3 separate regions of the Mus musculus genome follow, and all the other regions are linked to region 1. Evidence: chromatin contacts called from public promoter capture Hi-C data. All regions are on one chromosome and are shown on one strand. The core of a region is the stretch at or near the end of the contact, and the rest is flanking DNA. Distances in the headings are between cores, read along the strand shown.

Region 1 (3,270 bases), core at 394-2,893:
AAGCCAGAATCCCACTGCTTTATTCTGTTCTATTCCAATTCCATTTGCCCTCAGCTGTAAAGAAGGCAATGGTCCCAGAGAGTTGCTGAAGACCCTACAGTAAGAATTGCTGAAGACCCTACAGTAAGACAATTCCAGTATTCACTCCCCAGGTACAAGCTCCTATCAGAATATCTGCCTTAGGAAGGCAGTGTGTGTATAAGTCATACTTTGCCTGCCAAGGGCTCAGCTCTTGTGGATCGAGTTCAGTGAATGGTCTGCAGGATGGGAGAAGAAGAAAGCTCATGTCACAACACAACTGAGGCTTTCATTGCTTCTACCATCCCACCATCTGCAACAAGGAATAAACCAGGCACCAAGGACATGCACATGACATTTTCAGAGCATCCTCCCGCATCTCTATGGCCTCGCTTCCATAAGCCAAGTCAAGGAAAGGAAGAAATGATGAAGAATGAAAGGTAGTGTTTTGAAGATGTATTTGTGCCTGCACTTGTGTGTGTGTGTGCTCGCGCACATCATGTGTGTGCCTACATGAGTTTATGTGCACCATGTAAGTACAGTTGCCTGAGGAGGCCAGTTTATGTGCACCATGTAAGTACAGTTGCCTGGGGTGGTCCAGTGGCATTGTGTCTCTCCCTATTGGTCCTCCTCCCTCCCTTCTCTTTCCCTTGCGTCCCTGCTTCCTAGCACAGCCCCGTCCCCTCTCCCCTCTGTTCTTCGTGTTCAGGCTTTACCCCACTATTCTCCACTCTTCTGAGAAGTATGGGCACTACTTTGGTGGCGCTGCTAACACAGTGAATCTTACTCTCGTTTTCACATGTGGGGAACCGAGGCACAAGACGCCGGAGCCTGAATGGTGGAGGCAAGCTACTCTGCTCCCTCCCTGTTAAGCACCCTGCAGTAACCTTTCCCACCCTCCAGAACGTGACCTTTTCTGCCCAGAGGGAGTCCCGAGTACTTCGAGTAGCAACAGGAAGATTTATTCTGACTTCTGATGCAGAGTAGAGTTGCAGGGCCAAAGTTGGTATTATTCAGAGTACGGGCAAAGTCCTAGGGCTGTGACCACACCATCTGGTCTCACGCCAGTCACGCCCATCTTCAACCCGCGCCCAAGCATCTTGACCCCTTCAGGGCTGTCTCAATGCCACCATCGCACCATAGTGGGTTTTGAGATCTTGGGCTGGCCAGTTGCCCTAGAAAAAAGAGGAGGGGCATCAAACCGCATCCAGACGTTCTCAAGTGGCAGCGTTTTTTTTAAATCATCCAGCCCTGAACCCACAGATCCTGGGCTCTTGCTGCTCTCTGGCGGCAGAAGCCGGGAGCCCGGAGTCCCGGGGAATCGCACCTTGTATGCTCCGCTAGGGCAAGGGCAAGCAGAGAGTGACCGCAAGTCCAGAGAGAGGAAGGGAGGCAGCGAGGAGCGCTGGGGCAAAAGCCGGGGTGCAGGAGAGCTGAGGAAAGGAGGATAAGGGGACAGCTAGGGCAGAGGACGGTCGTGAGCACCGGCGAGGACCCCCGCAGCCGCTGGACGCGCGGAGCCCCTTCGCTGGCTCGCGCCGGCCGCCCCCTCCTCCCTCCCCGCCGCCCCTCCTCCGTCCCGCCCCCGCGCAGAGTCCCCTGCGCTGCAGAGGCCGCCGCCTGCACTGACGCTCCCGGAGGAGCCACCGCTCGCCAGGACACGCTTGGAGAGGGGAGCAGGGAGCAGGGAGCCGGCCCCGGCCCTTGTTTTCTTGTGACTCTGCAGCCACCGCCAGAGCCCGTTCCCGTTGGGACCTTCACGGCCTGGTGACCTCCGCCCCGCTCTCCCTGCAGCACCGCTCCCCTGCGGCCCCTCTGCCGCGGGAACTTGGGCAGGACCGACGGGACCGGCGCGCGGGGCTGGCTCGGGCGCTGCGGCGATGCCCGCGGGCTCCCTCCCCGCCACTTGCTCGCCCTGTGCCTGGGCTCGGGCCCCGACGGCTGCGCCGTGAGATGACTTTCCGCGACATCCTGAGCGTCACTTTCGAAGGACCCCGGGCGAGCAGTAGCACTGGGGGCTCCGGCGCGGGCGGCGGAGCTGGCACGGTTGGCCCCGAGGGTCCGGCGGTGGGCGGCGTGCCGGGTGCCACAGGCGGTAGCGCTGTGGTGGGAACCGGCAGCGGCGAGGACAACCAGAGCTCCACGGCAGAAGCGGGGGCCGCGGCAAGCGGCGAGGTGAATGGCTCGGCGGCCGTCGGGGGGCTAGTGGTGAGTGCTCAGGGCGTGGGAGTGGGTGTCTTCCTAGCCGCCTTCATCCTCACCGCTGTGGCGGGCAACCTTCTCGTCATCCTCTCCGTGGCCTGCAACCGCCACTTGCAGACGGTCACCAACTATTTCATCGTGAACCTAGCAGTGGCTGACCTGCTACTGAGTGCAGCTGTGTTGCCCTTCTCAGCCACTATGGAGGTTCTAGGCTTCTGGGCCTTCGGCCGGACCTTCTGCGACGTATGGGCCGCGGTGGACGTGCTATGCTGCACTGCCTCCATCCTTAGCCTCTGCACCATCTCTGTGGACCGGTACGTGGGTGTGCGCCACTCGCTCAAGTATCCAGCCATTATGACAGAACGCAAGGCCGCTGCCATTCTGGCTCTGCTCTGGGCGGTGGCCTTGGTGGTATCTGTGGGACCGCTACTAGGTTGGAAGGAACCAGTGCCCCCGGATGAGCGTTTCTGCGGCATCACCGAGGAGGTGGGCTATGCGATCTTCTCTTCCGTATGCTCCTTCTACCTCCCCATGGCAGTGATCGTGGTCATGTACTGCCGCGTGTATGTGGTCGCGCGCAGCACCACGCGCAGCCTCGAGGCGGGCATCAAGAGGGAGCCGGGCAAGGCCTCTGAGGTGGTTCTGAGGATCCACTGTCGCGGCGCAGCCACTAGCGCCAAAGGAAATCCAGGGACACAGAGTAGCAAGGGGCACACCTTGCGCAGCTCGCTCTCCGTAAGGCTGCTCAAGTTTTCCCGCGAGAAAAAGGCTGCCAAGACCCTAGCCATCGTCGTGGGTGTCTTCGTCCTGTGCTGGTTCCCCTTTTTCTTCGTCCTGCCTCTGGGTGAGTGATTCCCTCACTTTAGACCCTTCCCCTCTGGGCGGTCCTTACCTGGAAAGCTTAGATGACCCACAACCTAACTGTGGAAGTTTATCAACTTCCTGTTCTCTTACTAGAGAGAGAGAGAGCGCGCCCGAGGGGTTCTTGATACTAATGTGTTTTCCCTTAAACAGGCTTCTCACTCTTTCTTACCCTTTGTAGATGTTACA
Region 2 (3,270 bases), core at 517-3,016, 480 kb after region 1:
CCTATCTTTAGGCATATATTTACATTGTTACATAGCTGCCACCACTATCCATTTCCAGTCCGTTCTCACCATCCACAACGTAGTCTCTGTACCCATCAGATAGTAACTCCATATTCTCTCCTCTCCCAGTCCCCAGTAACTTCATCCATTTTCTGTTTCTAGATGGTTCATTAACTTGAGCAATGTAGTATTTGCTTACTATGTTATAGAGGACGTGTCAGAGCTGCATCTGTTCTGATTAATCCACTATATACATAGGCACATCTCTCTATCCATCTCTCTGTTGATAGACACAGGGATCTTTCTATCCTATGACAGGTGTGAAGGATGCTGCTGTGAACGTGGTTTAGCGGTGTCTGCTTGGAGCTCAGCTTCTGTCCCTATAGGTTCTCATCCTGTCCCATTTCCTAGTTCTACACCGACTTCTTGAGGAATCCTCAGTCTCCCACACTGCACCATTCCACATTCCCACTAACGATGTGCAGGGCTCCTATTTCTGTGCATCCTCACCAACAGTTTTTATTCTTGTTTTTTTTTTTTTTTCATTAGTAGCCATCATAGTGGTTGGTTGTTCCCATGTTTGCTGATGTGTGTGTCTTCTATCCTTTGCCACTTAACTCCCCCTGAGACAGGATCTCTTACAGCTGAGCTGGCTAGCCAGCTAACCCCAGGAATTCTTCTGTCTCTCTCTGCTCCAACCAGTGCTGGGCCTGCATTCAGGAGCTTCGGTAGTTGTACAAATGCTCACACCCGGTACGGTACCGTGTTCTTACCCCCTGAACTGCCCCCCAGCCCTCACTCTGGTTCCGACTTATGTTTTCCTCACGCGTCTTTTCATTGGTTTGTTGCCTTGCATTTCTTCAATGAGAAGTGTCTATTCAAGTCCTTTGCCCATTTTCCTAGATGGGTTGTTTTATTTCAGAGGAGGCTATGGTACTGTCAGAATTCTTGACATGTTCTGGATACTAGTCTTCAATAAATGATTCTCAAATATTTTCTCTCATTCTTTGGCTGTCTTTTTCATTTCTCTGCACAGTTTTTGTTTGTTTGTTTGTTTTTGTTTGTTTGCTTGGTTTTTTTTTTTTTTTTTTGGCTCACACAAAAATCAAGTCCCTCTTACCTACTTCCCCCTTTTCTTTTTTGAGGCACGGTCTTCGTAGCTTGCCCTGACGAGCGAGCCTTAAACACAGGATCCTCCCACTACAGCTTCCCGAACGCTAGAATCACGAAGCATTACCACTGAGCTTCGCTTCTAAGTCAGGAAAGCACTGCGTGGTCCAAAGCCATGGAGACTGACATCTGGGTTGTTTTCTAGGTGTTTCTTGGACTGCTGTGTCTGCCGCCTGTGGTGTTCCTTCCTGCTGTGGCACCCTTTGGCACAGGGCTTGCTCCTTGTGCATGGTATACAATAAGCATGTTTGTGGGTGTGAGTGTATGGCGACCTGACCCAGGAAAGTTTCCTTGACACCTCTCTAGCCTGACTCTGGACCACACACCCTTGTCATAATCACTGAGATCCCTGTAGGTCTGGGGCTCTGCACTGCTGTGGACCACAAATTCCCAGGCCTAGGTCTTCAGAAATGGGTGGATGCCCATGGCTGCCAAGAAGAGGGAAAACATAAAGCTTTCTCTGCTGTGGCCACAAGGACTCAGCCCAGAGGGGAAGTTACAGATTTATGCAGCATCCTGAAGGTTGAGTAAGATTTCTGTGAGCAAAGATCATTTATGGTGGGGGTGGAACTGGGCAGTGAGGGAGCCAGGGAGCAGACAAGATTAGGCCTAGAGTAAGTCTATGAAACACAGAGAAAGGGGACAGCATAGGGGTTAAGAAATGAGGTCTTTCAAAATCTCAGGGGGCAATGAGGAGTTTTTTGAGAGAGGAAGGACTCTTTAAAGGAAGTTGAAGGAGGATTCTGTGAACTTGAGACCACCCTGAGCTGCCAAGTTGAGAACTTTGTCTACAAACAAGCCAGGCAGCCTCAGCGTGTGCTCAGTCCGACTTGTAGCTGGAGAGGCAGGAGACCAATTTCCGGTGCTTACGGTGCTTGCTGGATGCCCTGGAGTAAGTGACAGGGTCTCACTGGACTCCAGGTTCTGTTGGTTTGAGTAATAGGAGGCGGCAGGGGAGAAGTGAAGAGAGACATGCACTGCTGATCTGCCTTGAGGCTGTGTCCTTAAGGGGTGGAGCCAAGGGGCACAGAAGACTCTCTGGGACATGCCACCAAGTGAGAGCATTTCCAATCACTCCCTGAGCCAGGAACAGGGGCTTCTGGTTCCCTGCTGGTGGCTGCCACAGCAGTCCTTCCTGTTGGGTTGACCAACACAGCAGGTGAGATAAACCCTATAGACTTGGGCCCTGGAGTGCTCCAGGCAGTCTCTGTGTGCCTACCCACCCGGCTTCCCTAGGCACCTGAATGCACCTGGGCACTGGGATGTGTGTCCTGTTCTCCCTGCTCCTGCTGGCCTCTGTCTTCTCACTAGGTAAGCTGCACGAGGCTAGTGCCTCTCATAGGGTCTGGCCTCTGTGGACTCAGCACAGAAGCCTAGACTATGATCAGATGTGACTGAGCACACCCCATCCTTGGGGCACTAAGAGGGAAATTAGATTAGATTTGGAGCCTGTTTGGAGCACCCTCTTTTGGGGCAGGTGACAGGGCTCTGTTCCCAGGCTTGCATCACCCTTTTCTCTGTTGCTCTTCCTACCCTCCTCTAGGCCAGACCACATGGGGTGTCTCCAGTCCCAAGAATGTGCAGGGCTTGTCGGGATCCTGCCTGCTCATTCCCTGCATCTTCAGCTACCCTGCCGATGTCCCAGTGTCCAATGGCATCACAGCCATCTGGTACTATGACTACTCGGGCAAGCGGCAGGTGGTAATCCACTCAGGGGACCCCAAGCTGGTGGACAAGCGTTTCAGGGGTCGAGCTGAACTGATGGGGAACATGGACCACAAGGTGTGCAACCTGTTGCTCAAAGACTTGAAGCCTGAAGACTCTGGCACCTACAACTTCCGCTTTGAGATCAGTGATAGCAACCGCTGGTTAGATGTCAAAGGCACCACGGTCACTGTGACAAGTGAGGAGCCTGGGGACTGGTCGCGGTCAGGGACTCCTAGGCTGCTGCTCCAGCCCTGTCCTTTGACCTGAACCTTGCCTAGGCCTTCAGCTCTGACCTTTGCCTATTATTTTTCACTCTGTGACATTCTCCTTTTCTTGAGTCCCCCTCCCCCCAAGTCTTGTCCTTTGGTTGGGGTTGTGGGGACAGTGTGAGGT
Region 3 (3,270 bases), core at 380-2,879, 470 kb before region 1:
CACTCTCCTCTCCCACAGCCTCGATATGAGGAAACAGACCATTAGAACGGTGTTTTCCAGTGACTCAGATTACCACTCACTGTATTCACGGAGGTGCTTTTTAAAGGTCTCACTATGTGCACGGAATAGTCTCAAATTCACACTCTTCTTGTCTCAGCCTCCTGAGCAATTATGTGTGCACGTCATCAGGCCTTGCCCGGTTTGGATTTAACAGGGTCAAGGACCAGTATTTCGGGCATTAGGAGTGTACCCTCATTGGCAGGAAGCCAGATGATTGGTTATAAGATGACCATTTGACTCAACGCGAGCCAGGGGAGCCAGGGAGCGGCTCTCCTGAGAGGCTGGGCTAGAACTGAAGAATTCTAGCAGCATCTCACAGACTTCTTCAATAGCAAAACCAGAGCCCTGCTGTTAGGAGTCATGGCTGCCCTTTGTCCTGTTTCTGAGGTCACGGAAGGCCAGGTTAGAAGAGAAGAAAGATTCCCTTGGAGAAGGTTTCCTGGAGAGTTCCTCAGCTCACCCTGCAAATCTAGCTTGAGAAAGGCTGCGAAGGAAAGCAGCTTACCTGAAACACAGTAATGGCTCCAGTGAAAGAAATTAATGGACCCGGTTTGTGTTTATAGCTCAAGGGGAAAGAACTAGATGCATTTATCTCCCTAACACCCCCCTCCCCTTTCACAGTAGAAAAAGCCGATCAGTAGCCTTCTTGTTCAGTGTTGTGGGACATTTCCAGCACCACCCCGCAGCTGCGCTTTGGCCTCCGCACATTTGAGGCTGGCTGGTCTGGGAACGGATAGCCGTTTATAACATTGTTTCTATGGGAGACACATTCCAAGATCCAAACAATGAGTTTAAAAGAGAATATCTGGCTTCCAGGCAGATGGGATGCACTTTGGAGGCTTGGCTGCCCTTTCTTTAACCGTTAGATTCCCTTCCCCTTTGGTTTGGGGACCAACTGCAAGGTCGGGCATATGTAAACGAAGAATTATGGTTAGAGGGTATAGAATCCGTAGCTGGGTGCTCCCTCCTATACACTAGAGTTCCTCGGAGGTCTAAGGATGGAGAGGAGGAGGAGGTGAGGAATGGACAAAGAAACTTGACTTCCTTCACATTGCCGTCACGTCTGCCGGCCTGCCGAGTCGAAGGGGCCCACTTAGCCCTTTGGCAACTCAAACCCTTTTGGGAACAAACCCGGGTGTTAGAAAGAACCACCACCCAACTCCACCAACTGCACATCCTCTGCTAGGAAATCTGCATTCTCTAGGCGGGCTGCTCCCTGGGAGTGACTGTCACAGAGCCAGGCGAACTGAAGAGCTTGGGCTAAATCTCGGCGTGGCTTGGAGAGGGCAGGCGCGATGGGGTGAGAGGCAGCACCTTATTCCCTCCACCCACGCTCTCCGCCTCCTCCTCCTCATGCACTCTGGCCTGCTGAGAAGAAACGCTGGCAGCCCGCGCGAGGTGGGGTGGGGGTACGCGGGGAGGGGGGGGGTAGAGATGAAGGGAGGAGGCGACGCGAAGCCACAGCATTGTCTGTCTTGAAGGGAGGGGAGAAGCTCCGCCCCCTAGAGGGGAGGGAGGGGGAGAAGGGAAAGAAAGGCAAGAGAAGAGGGGTGGGGAGAGAACTGCAGGGTGGCGGGTGGGTTGGTCAAGGATCGGCAGATAAAGGCAGAGCTCGGGGAGGCGGGGCGGAGGGGCCAGGTGGGCGGGGCGCCCGCCCTCAACCGCACTGTCGCCGCCCAGGCCGGCCCAAGCGAGCGGGTCCCGCGGATCACTGGCCAAGCACGCTGGAGCACCCCCACCCCCGCAGCGGCGCCCCCACTTTCCAACCCCTGCGGCGAGAGCGGATGCAGATGGTCCGGGAGACAGGCAAGACACAGGGCGCGGGGCTCGAAGAGCCGGGTACTGGCACAGGATGCGGGCGCAAGGTGCTGGTGGTCCTCTTTCCCTCTACCCAGCTCAAAGTTTTCCCTCAGTGGCCCGTGGCCAGCCTGGTCCGGTCCCTGACTCTTCCCTGTCCCCTTTTGCCACCCAAGCCACAAGGTGGGCTTAGATATGCGGGCTGCCCCAGAAGCAGCGCAGGCGGGCGCCCCAGCCCACTCCTTTTCCCCGGGTAGAAAGTTGTGGCCTGGAGCTCATGCTGCGGCTCTGACCCCTTAAGATCTTTTCTGAGGTCGACACTAAGTGCAGTGGCAGGAAATTGCCCCCATCCCCAGAGCAGGGTGTCCCCGAACTCCCTGGAGAGGTGAAGCGAGATAGCAGGTGCAGGCCTGTAGAGCTTAGGGGAGGGTCGGACTGTTGTGCGCACTCTGGCTCCCCGGGCGGGGACCACATCTCCAACCCGCGGCGAACCCAGTTCCCTTTGGGTTTCAGAGTTTAAGAGCGCGCGGTGCTCGGCGCACTTCCCCCTCCCGGGTTTCTTGTCCCTTCCGGAGCTTGTGCCTGAGGTCGCTGGAGACCGAGCTAGGCAGGTGCTTTCAAAAGACGGCCTGGCCACTCGTGTATTAGAGCGCTTACTCTGCACCCAGCTTTATCTCCGAGTGCGCCCTGGGAGGCAGCAGAATGGTGGAGTCCCGACAGGGGCAGATTTGGAACAGCCACTGGACAGATAGCCACTGTGCTTCAGTGGCAAGCTCAGCACGAGGCTTCTCAATGCTGCGCGCGCTTTAGTCCCAAGAGTCTGGAAAACCAGGGCATTAGAAACGATTCTTCCTGAGAGCAGAGGCCAGGGGTTACGGTAAGCAAGTGGAGGATTCCTGTAAGAGGAAGCGGTGGACAAATGACAATTTGTCAGAGCCGGCTCTGTCCCTGCGGTAAATGGCCCTGGGACAGTGGGAAGAAAAAAATTAGGGTCACGGTTCTCAAAAGATAGCCGGCAGATTCAGCCAGGGGATATCTTTGAAGAGCACGTAAATGAGGAACCTGAGGTTGATTTGCCATACTTTCAATCCACGTTTATTAAGTGGAAGCTTTTCCTACAGGTGGTCTGGGGGTTAAAGAAACCTCTGTGGCTAAGCTATACTGGATTTGAGAAGAGTGCCCCCCTTCCTCCCCTTGTTCTCATTCTCCCTTTCTGTCCTAGGGGACTAACTGTGGTATTTTCCTGAGCGATGCTCATTTGAGCTGTTGCTTATGGGCTGTTCCTCCTCCGGACTAAAGCCTGATTCCTAGGACCTGCTGCAGTCCAGCGGGATTCAGGAAGGTAGAGAGGAGCATCAAATGATGGCGGAGTGAGAGATGACCTTTGTTTGCAAAGAAGCATGTTTCTTGCCT

What was found. Promoter capture Hi-C pulls out the DNA fragments that hold promoters and counts their contacts.
Region 2: a contact with region 1 is called in a promoter capture Hi-C map of embryonic stem cells. The contact joins the promoter of Siglec1 here to the promoter of Adra1d in region 1. A contact is called at or near these places in 4 of 39 promoter capture datasets (embryonic stem cells, hippocampal neurons, liver and 1 more).
Region 3: a promoter capture Hi-C map of embryonic stem cells shows a contact between it and region 1. The contact joins the promoter of Rassf2 here to the promoter of Adra1d in region 1. A contact is called at or near these places in 12 of 39 promoter capture datasets (the 3T3-L1 cell line, the SN4741 cell line, cranial neural crest and 5 more), 4 of 484 Hi-C or Micro-C datasets (all in embryonic stem cells), 2 of 115 datasets of contacts at active chromatin or transcription factors (both in embryonic stem cells) and 1 of 9 other capture datasets (embryonic stem cells).

Annotation. Positions count from the first base shown.
Region 1 is chr2:131,560,870-131,564,139 of GRCm38.p6, reverse strand. It overlaps Adra1d (adrenergic receptor, alpha 1d), which reads left to right and starts at 1,643. Exons shown (of 2, transcript NM_013460.5): 1 at 1,643-3,064. The coding sequence starts at 1,972. It overlaps Gm14285 (a long non-coding RNA gene), which reads right to left and starts at 2,364. Exons shown (of 3, transcript XR_374988.3): 1 at 2,280-2,364; 2 at 1,346-1,451; 3 at 1-1,193.
Region 2 is chr2:131,085,261-131,088,530 of GRCm38.p6, reverse strand. It overlaps Siglec1 (sialic acid binding Ig-like lectin 1, sialoadhesin), which reads left to right and starts at 1,766. Exons shown (of 21, transcript NM_011426.3): 1 at 1,766-2,481; 2 at 2,714-3,073. The coding sequence starts at 2,415.
Region 3 is chr2:132,028,347-132,031,616 of GRCm38.p6, reverse strand. Rassf2 (Ras association (RalGDS/AF-6) domain family member 2) reads left to right here and starts at 1,629. Exons shown (of 11, transcript NM_175445.4): 1 at 1,629-1,866. Gm31179 (a long non-coding RNA gene) reads right to left here and starts at 1,166. Exons shown (of 3, transcript XR_374996.3): 1 at 566-1,166.